Linked DNA regions of Danio rerio: region 1 is linked to region 2. The links are chromatin contacts, called in public Hi-C maps. All regions are on one chromosome and are shown on one strand. Each heading gives the region's core, a stretch centred on a gene start, on an enhancer-like site or on the middle of the called end of the contact. The rest is flanking DNA. Distances are from core to core; before and after follow the strand shown. Region 1 has its middle 22 kb from the start of kcnk10a. Region 2 holds the start of znf770 (zinc finger protein 770).

What was found. Hi-C and Micro-C count contacts between places; a contact is called where the count stands out from the background.
Region 1: a contact with region 2 is called in a Hi-C map of embryo, with 2.6 times the contacts expected there. The contact joins the enhancer-like site here to the promoter of znf770 in region 2. A contact is called at or near these places in 3 of 18 Hi-C or Micro-C datasets (caudal fin and embryo).

What each region holds. Positions count from the first base shown.
Region 1 is chr20:10,308,626-10,314,628 of GRCz12tu, reverse strand. No RefSeq gene overlaps it. Among named protein-coding and RNA genes, the nearest start is that of kcnk10a, 22 kb to the left of the region's middle. Within about 2 kb of position 1,643, at least 7 of the 62 cell types and tissues checked have an H3K27ac peak or open chromatin away from gene starts, as enhancers often do.
Region 2 is chr20:10,228,827-10,234,918 of GRCz12tu, reverse strand. It overlaps znf770 (zinc finger protein 770), which reads left to right and starts at 3,405. Exons shown (of 3, transcript XM_005160411.4): 1 at 3,405-3,506.

The DNA of each region.
Region 1 (6,003 bases), core at 394-2,893, 81 kb before region 2:
CGTGTGGGTTTCCTCCGGGTGCTCCAGTTTCCCCCACAGTCCAAATACAGGGTTCTTACGGGTGCTGGAAATCCTGAAAAATGCTTGATTTTTATTATAGTGTTTTTAAGGTTAAAAAAGTGCTTAGATTTTGGACAGTGCTTGAACCTGCTTAAATCTGAATTTAACCCCCCACCACCCACCCCACCCCGGAATTATAAGCGCCCCTGTTTATTTATTTCCCTAATTTCTGTTTAACAGAGAGAACATTTTTTAACGCATTTCTAAACATAAGTTTTAATAACTTGTCTCTAATAACTGATTTGTTTTATCATGATGACTTCTATACAGCTTAAAGTGACTTTTAAAGCCTTAACTAGTTTAATTAGGCTAACTAGGCAGGTTAGGGTAATTAGGCAAGTTTTTGTATAAGGATGGTTTGTTCTGTAGACTGTCGAAAAAAAATAGCTTAAAGGGGCTTATAATTTTGTCCTTAAAATGGTGTTTAAAAAATTAAAAACGCTTTTATTCTAGCCAAAATAAAACAAAAAGAATTTCTCTAGAAGAAAAAACATTATCAGACATAATGTGAAAATTGTCTAGCTAAGTTAAACATCATTTGAGAAGTATTTAAAAAATAAATTAATAAATAAATAAAAAAATTCAAAAGGGGGCTAGAAATTCTGACTTCAACTGTATGTGTTTTTTTTGGGGGGTTTTTTCTACACAACTGAACATTTGAATAAACTTCCAAGTGTGGTTCCCTACTTTTTGCCAGGGGTTGTATAAATTGCTTTTGTTTATGTTTGATGACTAATGGAGTTTATACTTTGTTCATATGTACAGTCCAGTTAAACAGAGAACCATGGCTTGACTTTGTTTGTACTCACAATAATAAAAAGTATACAAAAATTAATGTATTATTCAGAGATTATTCTCATAAAAATTTTTAGGCATTCCAAAAAAAAAAAAAAAAAAAAAAAAAGGCCATACAAAAAAATTGAGTTTTCTTGTTCATTTTCATTTAATGTTTTGGTGATATTTTATTTATCCAGGAAAAAAGGTTGCCAGTATAATGTTGAGTATGACTATACTAACAATCCACCTATCTAATTAAATAATGAATGAAATAAATTTACCATCTGCAAACTAAATTTATTTTTATAAGTTGTCACTCATTTCTTATTTGTTTATAAATTTATGATTTATCCATTTTAATTTGTTTTGTGTAATTAATCAAAATACTAAAAACATAGATCCACAATTTCTATTTATTTGCATTACTTGTAATCAATTAAAACTTGCCTCTCATTCACTATACCTGACCCTTTAATAAAATGCCATTCAATTAAAATCTAATTACACTTTGCTTTACTTCTAAAAGAATGCAGCGATGTTTATTGTGTTCACTTATTTACTCAACAGCATTTATAAAACATGACGACACCGCTTTTGCAAGACAAAGACTCGGTTCAGAGGGTTGTGAACTAAGTGATTGATACTGACCAATTATCTGAATTAAGAGCATCATTTTTTATGAATGTATATCGCTATCATTCACGCTTGTCTGAATGTGGATGGTCAACATGTGCTGTCAACTGACCCAATTAGTGTTCGTGCCACTGTCGTGTCCAGCCAAGCATAGCCCCCGTCCAGGGGTCAGACATGAAGGTCAGGCATCTGTCCCGCTCCCACTACCCTCAGTCTGGTGACATCATCATGCACAGACTCACACCGAGCTGGTGGTGCATTTGAGGAGGAATCATAACAATGGCATGGCATGAACACTGAGACATGGTAGTTTTACGCAAAGCTATTCACTTATTGATTTTATGACAGAATTTTCTTGTATCTGTGTGGGAGAAATGTTCAGATCTAATATCACGTGACAGTGAGAGAAAAAGAGAGTGACTCATTGTTGTAGAGAAATTATAAAACACAACTTGCATATGCAAGCTTATATACACCTTATTTTTCATATGTTCTATTATCAATTGCAGGAATTATAAGAGCAATTATTATTAAACTGCAAACAAGTTTAATAACTGCAAACTTTTTTTGTTCAAAACTAGATACAATGAGGTGTCTTTATTCTTATCACAGTTCATCCATTAAATATTAAAAGGCAAATTAACAAATTACTTTCAGCAGTTATTAAAGAACGTCAAAAACTTTTCTTGCTGTATATAGACTAGACTGTAAATAAATTCTGGTTGACTTAAATTTTTAAGCTAAATCAAATTAAACTGAACTTATATTATGTTAAACTGACTTAAAACAGCTTGTGTAACTTATAAACTTAAGTTAGAATATGATTACCTTAATTTAATAAGTTACAGTAACCTAAAAACAAAAGCTGTCAGGATCAACTCAATTAATTTACAGTGTATAAACGTCTTATAGAGCGACACAGTGGCACAGTTGGTAGTGCTGTCACCTCACAGCAAAAAGGTCACTGGTTCGAGCCCCGGCTGGGTCAGTTGGTGTTTCTGTGTGGAGTTTGCATGTTCCCCCTGCTCTCACTTGCTCCGGTTTCCCCCACAGTCCAAAGACATAATGTACAGGTTAATTGAGTAAGCTAAATTGTATGAGTGTGTATGAATGGGTTGCGGCAGGAAGGGCATTCACTGCATAAAAACATGCTGGATAATTTGGTGGTTATTCTGCTGTGGCGACCCCGGATTAATAGAGGGATGAAGACAAAAAGAAATTGAATGAATGAAATGTTTTAAATCTTTATGCAATATTGTAAACATGTCTAAAATTACTTGATATTGCATTTAATAGGAAAAAAAAGCATAACATTCAAATTCAAAATAGCTTTTGCCACCAATGTGATGTGAATGTCACATTAACCCTTGTGCACTGTTTGATTTTACTACTCCTTTGTTATGTTAGGGAAGAAAACATCCACTGAATTAAACTGCTGAAACAATGCATCAGATAAATATTTGTTTTTCAATTTGTTTATGTATAAATCTGTCAATCAACCTCAAACCTGATCAAAACTACTAAATGTTTTTAAAGAATTACAGGATTGTAACTCTTTAATTGCCAAATCCATTTATGATGTCACTGATTTGGTGGAAAAAAACATGTCTTTTTTTTTTTTTTTTTTGATTAAACAGGGGAGTACAGAGTTATACATAAAACAGTATACAAGGGAATTAACAACAAAAAATAATCATGTACATTAAGTATTTTTTCAGCAGCTGGAATGTCTTAATATCTTTGGTATTACTTTGTTTAGAAGTAAGGGAATCTTAAAACATTTTTAGATCAATGAAGAATAGTTTACAAGTTAGTACAGTCAGCATACATTTTGTTTTGTGGATGTGATAATTTCCAAATAAAATTAAGATTTTTTTTTATTTTGTCCAATTCCTCCTTACGCTGTCGCTGACAGCTGTCGAAACAAGCGTGCACTGCATTTTTGAAGAACAATGTCGTCCAAGCGGGAAAATGAGATCTCTATCCACACCCGAAAAAGTAGGCTGGCCAGCATGGGATGTTTGGGCTACAAATTAAGATGCTTTAGACAGCCCAATATGCAGAATCTGTCAGGCTTCTGTCAGTAAGGTGCGAGCTAAGCCACCAAACTTTCAAATGTCATCAAACACGTCCCCCCGCGGATTACGCCATTTTACAGAAAGTAAGTTGATATTCCACTCATCGTGCAATGTTACCTGTTAACATCGTTTTGTGTTTATAGATTTAATGACATAATTTGGCTTTAAATTCACTTCATATAATCAGACATGTATTTGAAATGCCTCCTTTTTGTGGTGTGGTTTAATGTCACAGATCAAGAAAAAAAATCATAATATTTAAAGAAAGGTATAATATACAGTGACAAATGCTAGGTCAATTAGCTATGCATTACATATACATACTGTATATTTTATTCTCACTAAAGTGGCTTGAATAAAAGACCTTATATAGAATAAATCTCAGGTCACAGATAAAGCGTACAGTGTAACAGTGTAATTGTAATTCACTGCTGTAACAAACTGATGACATATGATGAACAAACTGTGCACATTAACTTAATTATTAGCTTGATTATGTTGCTGTGTTGTCAGTTTAATGGTAAAAACATATGTATTAAAACCAAATAGGGATATTTATAAAACAATTTTAAAAGATGAACGGATGAGTAGGAGCTGCAGAAAAAGTTGTGGTCTGACTTGTGATGGTGTTAATGGTCAGTCTTTGTTATCACATATATGGAAGGCAGATCAGTGGAAAGTTGACTTTACAAGAACTGGTTAGTTGAAGACTGCCATAGTGGCCTACTTCTTGGAGCTGGACTTTGTGTATAAAATCCTTAAACTTGGCTCTTTTGTTCTTTATTTTCTATGAGTAAAGCCTGCGCTGAGAGGCACACTCTCCGGTTACTGATCGGTTACTTAGGAGCGGAAGCCATATACAGGGAAGTGCTTTCAGCCACTTATAATGTTCTTTATGCAGCACTGATCATGTATTTGAACTAAATATGGTCAGTTAAATAGACCTGAGCATTTATTCAAACAAGCATAAAGCTTAATATTTGCGGTACTTTTGAGCTCAAATTATAATAAAGAAACACATTAACCTTCAGAATGGTGTGGGACACAAAATTAATCCAGTTGGGCCTATTGATTACCCCTTATCTGGAATTTCTTTGCAGCCAACTGGCGGCCCCCCAGTTTGAGAACCACTGGTCTACTAATTATTAATAATAATAATTCCTTACTTTATATAGCACTTTTCTGGGCACTCAAAGTGCTTTACACATAAAGGGGATTCTCCTTATTGGAAGTTGGACGCCCGCTGCTGGCCTCACTAACACCACTTCCGGCAGCTACCTAGCTTTCCCATATGGTCTCTCAACCTGGTACTGACCGGGCACAGCCCTGCTTAGCTTCAGTGGGCAACCATGTGAGAGTTGTTAAATGAGACGTTAATCTAATTATGTGCTATACAAGTAAAACGGAACTTTCAAAAAGCAACTTATTATACAGATTTATACAGATTAAGGCAAGTAATTTGATTACTAATGTCCATGTTAACATAGCCACTGTGATATGGTTTCAAAAGTGATCATGGAACGTAGGATGAATTGACACTGTCATGTAAGCTTGAGGTCAAACGTGACTGGGTTGATTTTGTTGAGTATTTGGGAAGGGTCCACTGTGACCGGGACTCAGCTTCTTGTAAGGTAGCTATGGCATTCATGGCTATAGAGTTGGACTTCCAAAGGTTCAGCTATGAGTACCAAAAATGGCAGGGATTGTAAGTGGGGGGAGGGGGTGAATACTCCAGCATTCTGTTCCACCCTTAATATCTTGGTGAAGGGTATTTCCTTGAGCTAGGCACATTTGTCCATTTCCTGATGGACATTTAAGCAAGGCATAGTGATTTTAAACTGTGGTATGTAAATAGTGCAGATACTGATTGGCCGGACAGAATCATTACTACCTGCCTCACATAATTTGCTAGATGAGGCACCAATTGCACTAGACCTGGGGCCTCATTTACGAAGACTTGCATTGAACTCATAATGAAACATTGCGTATGCACAAAGCTGTAAATGTGTGTACTCAGTTAAAAATTCAGATGTATGAAACAGTGCATTTGCTGAATCCCATGCATATTCTCTATGTACATCTAAATTAGTGTGAAACTGAGCACACGTGAATGAGCGCAAAATCACTCCCTATCTCCTCCCCCTAATACATGTGGTAATGACTCTACGTTGGCATAACCGAACGAAAAAGCAATGGCAAAAGCAAGCTAGAAGAGAAATTTTGAACAGAATATGAATTGGAGGTGCTCCTTTCGAAAGGTAGACCGGAGAAAAACGGTGCTATTTGCAAGTTTGTCTTCCAGAATTAATTATAAAAGAAAACAAAATAGAGTGGGAGAGTTTAGCTGACACGGTTAACGCAGTGGGGTCTGACAGCCTGATCTCACGAGGAAACGTAAGTATTTTACATTTTGTCAGTTTAGTGAGTTCAGTCATACAAAAATGTACGATTTTAA
Region 2 (6,092 bases), core at 2,156-4,655:
AAACCCCCATCCATCTGAGCCTGGTCCGCATCACCTCATTTGTCAAGGAAAACCATTTTCTGTGCAGCCGAGCAGCCAGTTTGGGGTTACCGCTCTCTCCCTTATTACAACCGAGGGGATACGTGGAGGTCTCGTACACTTCTTAGGAATTCCTTTCATGATTCTACACAGCGTTTTTCTAAAAGATTCCAAGAATTGCATTTTTGTTTAATCGGTAGACATCCCTCGGTCCCTATTTATCACCTTGCTTTTGCCACTTCCAAAATGATATCGGTCTGCAGGTGCTACCATCCTGTGTGTGTGCGCATGGTAAGATTAAATATAAAAGAAAAGCTATGCAAATACAAATAAATAAAACAACTATAGGAATTCTAGATTTAAATCAATAAATTAGAGGAAAACAAAGTGCTGCTTACCCCTGCAAACTCGCTGTTACACTGTGGTGTGGCAATGGTTACCAGTACGTTGCTTTGTGGTTTACGAGGTGCACTGGGTGGTTGCTGGAATGTTCTTGGTGGTTTCTAGGTTGGTTGTTGGTCCATCTCCGAGTCAGGTTTTTTTTTTTTTTTTTGCTATTTCCTACATCCTTACACTTTAACAAGGAAACATGTATTGAGTTATTTAGCCTAAAACTGTAGCTAATTTTTAATGTTCCAATTAGCTCCAACATCAACTTTCATGATTCAAGAGAGGAAGCGCAGTGAACAACAGTTAAGACATATCTATAACATTTGCAGTCACCATAGCCGCAACAATATAGCATAGGCTAGGCTACTGCTGCAGTGTTTACATATTTTCGCCATTTAATGGGCCACAATACTGTTTTTAACATTTATAAAAATCTTTTTTGTTTTAAAAACAACATACGCTATTTGGGAAATACTTATTCGTGTTTAAGGGGCGCTTAAAAACATAGCCTAGGCCTACGCCATTTTATGGTCACCTGAACATAAAATAGTGCCGTTTCCTTAGCGCGCGTCACTATCGTCACGACTGGTTGAATATACATTAATAAATGAAGGCTACAAAAATTTTGCAATTACCAGGAAACAATTGATGCTGGTCACAACGGCTCTCGTTCAGTCTGTACGCAAAAGGTCTTATCATAAAGGCCTGGTTTGTGTGAATGGTATTTAGGCTCGACACAAGCACAGAGAGAAACAAAGACTGAGAGCCGTCGTCATTAATCTTAGTCAGTGGCCGGTGCTGGCGCAATCTGCATGACCGGGGCAGTGACAAATGCCACTATGTGACTGCAGCGTCCAATCTCCCCTGCTTCATCTCCCGTTAATGTCACATCCATCAGGCCAGAGCCGCTCGCGCCATGTCGCAGAAAATTAAACTGCTTACAGATAAGGGCTAATTGCATGGACAAGCGCGCGGTGATGGGGTGGTTGCACAAACTGTGCTCCTCCTGCGTGGGACTTCTTTGAAATATGCGCCTTTTTAATTTTTGAGCGTGCTTTAAAACATTAGATACTATTTTAAAGCAATTGTAAATTGATTTGATTTTAAGATTTTTGTTTATTATTTTAGGTTATGAATAAACTAACCTATATCTATTATTAAACAATTAATTGTGTATAGGACGATTGTAAAAATATTTTTATATATGTAGTTATTTACTTTTTTTAATTACATCAACTAAGTGATATTATTATTATTGTGTTGTTATTATACGATTATTATTATCACCATCATTATGATTAAATATTTTTTTTTATTATTAGTATTATATATATATATATATATATATATATATATATATATATATATATATATATATATATATATATATATATATATATATCATGTTTATATCATTATCAGCAGAATTATAATTATTATTCAGATGTATTTGATTTTCCCATATGGATGATACATGTAAATATAACCTAACTGAATTTATTTATTTAACGAAACGTTCTGAAAACTGTTTGCACATAGGCTGTTTGAACTGGCTGCTTTTCATATACGCCTGTGCTTTTTATTCTACCTAACAGCTTAACACTGACATCGTGTGGTGAAGCTCTGTTTCTGTGCACGAGTTAAAGCAACACTTTTAAATAAAACAAAATAATAATAATAAAAAAACTTTTTATTGTTTTATTAAAAAATATATGTATTATTTATAAAAATAAATAATACATAAATATTTGTAGCTGTTGTATATCGGTATACTTCATATTTGCATACATTAGCCTTATTTATATCACACTGTCAAGCAAAGTGTTTCAGGAAATATTATATGTTATTTGTTTATTTTTATATAATAATAATAATAATAATAATAATACATTATTATATTAAACACAATGCAATGTAATATATTCTATTCTGAAACTTCAGCCAGGCTAAGATGGTTGGATTAACTTTGGATGAGGTTTTAACTATCATTACCAATGGTAGGCTACTACTACTACTACTACTACTACTACTGTTCTTCTATTATTTTAGCCTATTATTATTTTAGTAGTAGAAATAATAGCCTATTATTATTATTATTATTATTATTATTATTATTGTTGTTGTTGTTGTTGTTTTAGTAGTAGTACTAATAGCCTATTATTATTATTATTATTATTATTATTATTATTATTATTATTATTATCATTATTATTATTATTATTAATATTATTATTATTGTTGTTGTTGTTGTTGTTTTGTTATTATTATTATTATTATTATTATTATTATTATTATTATTATTATTATTATTATTATTGTGTTGTTTTAGTAGTAGTAGTAGCCTGTTAATATTATTATGAATATGATGATTATGATAATTATTATTATTTATTAATGTTTTAGTAGTAGTAGTATTGTTGTTATTATTATTATTTTTTTTATTATCATTATTATGGCCTATTGTATTTTTAGAAGTAGAAGTTATAGCCTATTGTTATTTATGATGATTATTATTAGTAGTAGTATTGTCATTATTGTAGCCTATTATTGTTGTTGTTAGTAGTAGGAGTAGTAGTAGTAGTAGTAGTAGTAGTAGTAGTATTAGTAGCCTATTATTATTATTATTATGATTAGTAGTAGTAGTAGTAGTACATCATCATGGTGCATTGTTGGTAAACTAGATGCGCATTTAATTGAGTCATCCAACTGAACTGGCTCAGTCTGGTAAAACAGTGGATGCACATCGGTATTCTTTACATACATGATACATACATACATACATACATACATACATACATACATACATACATACATACATACATACATGATAAATAAATAAATAAATAAATAAATAAATAAATAAATAAATAAATAGATAAATAAATAAATCTAATAGATCTAATAATATAAATATAGTTTCCAGTCGCTTTTCTGGGCCGATAGGAAAAACGCGAGGGCGGAACCTTTGAAAATGAATAGTTTGTTTCCTAACGTTTGTGTTATGGAGCGGAAGTCCTTCATTGTCCACCGTGAACGGAAGAGTGACATTATTAGCGGTACTGAAGAACTCTGCTGTTTTAATAATACAATTGTTGCAGGTAGTATTGAATTTTGTTTATTTATGTTTGTTTTATTGTAGCCTGTCCTAAATGTCTACTTATAATACCGTCAATAAGTATATTTTTGAACGGTGCGTATAATGGACGATGCTCTTGCGATGCTGCAAATGTCTTGGGCCACTATTTTTTTTCTCCATCAAAAATAGTCCGTTATTTATGTCTTAAGAATTACTGTTCCCGTGCCAAATCTCAGTTTACCTTTCTAAATATTAGCTTTGCTTATAATTGTTAAAATCCAGGTTGGTTATGAGGTTATAACTGTTAAAATCCAGGTAAGTTAGGTTAGCAACATCTCCAAATAGGGCTGCAACATTTTGGAAAAGAGGTAAAGTTGGTTTTATAATTGGATATTCAGACATTTTTCTTAATAATATAATTTCAGAAAAGTATTCTTTGCAAATTGTAAAAAGAGAAATCATTTTAGCACCAAATAACTATCTTAGTACAGCATTGTTCACAGTGAATTATAGTTTGTTAATGTTGTTTAAAAGTCATATTTTTATGCTAATTTCGACCAAATATTCAAAGTAACATGGTAAACAATATTGAGACGTCTAAATGAACGAATGTGTGAATATAAAACCAACTTTTTCTTTATCATTTTGGAGAAACAATTAAATTGTGATTTATCTGATCAAAATGTGCTGTAAAAATGTGATTTACTATAATTTTATACAAAAGCTGCAGGTTTAATGTTGTGGTTTTAGCAGCACCCAAGAAAGAAAATCACAAAAAACTATGCTATGCTAAACACTACACTATGCCAAGTTGTCAGTTGTCATGACAATTTAAGAAGATAACCACAGAATTTTGAATTTAATTTAGTAAAATCTTATTTATAGGTATATAAAACATTTACATTAAAATTGTGTTAAATTGTCAATATTGATTGCATTCACAGTGCATTCACAATGCATTCCATGCACAAGATTTTACTTCTCAGCACAATATGAGCAATTCCAGCGTTATGGATCTGACAGCTGCAGTAAAAACTCAAAACATAAATTCACATAGAAAGTGCATGTTAACATTATATTGAAATGTTTGTTTATATTTTCCAGAACAACTGACCATAGAGTTAAGGGACCATAAAAATATCAATCAGTAAACATGTTTTGTACTTTAAATGTGGAAAATAAACGTGTGTTATGAACGTGACAAAAAAAAGTCTGCTGTTGTACAGTACACAGCATACTTTGTAGAAATTCTATGATTTAAACTGCAAAATCCAAAAGAAACACAAGCTCATGCGACAAGTTTCACATTTTGCTGAGTTCTAAAGTTCCAGTATGGTGACCTGCGAAATTAGACCAGGGGTGTCCAAACTCGGTCCTGGAGGGCCAGTGTCCTGCAAAGTTTAGTTAAGACACATAGTTAGTTGGGGTGTTAATGAAAGATCCAGAAGAGCATGCTGTTCATTTGATTCAGAATTGCACATTTTTGTTAGAAGGCTCACGGGTCAGGTATACATGCATGCTAAAATATCAAAGTGAAAGTCATGATAGCTTGCGTAGAACAGACCCAGCTCACAACGCAACTTTGAGAATAGATTAACGGCAATTATTTTTACTGCGCGATAAAAGTCTTGCATTAAATATCGCATATATATATATATATATATACGCACACACACACATTAATACAGTTTTGTCATTTAAATGCAGGCAGATATATGAACAGTACCTTTAATATTTTTTTCTTAAAAAAAACAATTTTTTTTGAACGTATCAAACAAAACTCGAGGACAAGCACAGAGTAGCATGTGCATTTATAGCAAATAAATAAATGTAAATAATATCTAGTTGCTTTTTGAACATTTTCGAGCAAGTTCTTAAATGCCTCAGATTGGTCATTGTATTCACGCACACAACAGAAAGTGCTGCGATTAGCTCTAAAGGCTGATTTATACTTCTGCATCAAGCTCACGCTTATGGTCCTGCACAATCTTGGTGATGAGTGTGGGCGGTGCTGAGAGCCTCGAGCCTGATGGAGCAAGTGTTTGCAAGCAGGTCAAAGGTCCACACACAGAGACAAGAAGAGCAGAGATAAAGTTTAGAGCTTTTATTTTAACCAATGCAGGAAAAGGAGCTCATGGGTTCTGCTGTAACAGTTGTCTGCTTTTTAAGTAGCATTTGTAGGGTCGTTTGAATTACTCCTGCACGCCTCCCTCGCCATTAAAATAATCACAGCCTTTGCGATATGAAAATTAAACCTATTCAAATTTTACTTTCAGTTTAAAAGCAATTAATCATACAGGCCTGTTTCCAAAAGCCTTCAAGAAATCAACCCACAAAGCTGTTTTAGTCAAGATTCTTTTCTTTCAAGATTTTTTTTTTTATAATCTAAGTGCCATAAAAAAAAAATGATTAAATCAACATTTGTTGTAGCCATCTTTTGCATTTAAAAATGCTTTTGACCTAGAGTACAGTAGGTAAGTACACTTATTAATGCAAAGTTGGTTTTATATTCACACAGTCAGACTTTCACCTACTTAATATAATTTCATAAAAGTATTCTTTGCAAATTCTAAATAGGGAAATGATATTAATAGCTAATGAATATCAA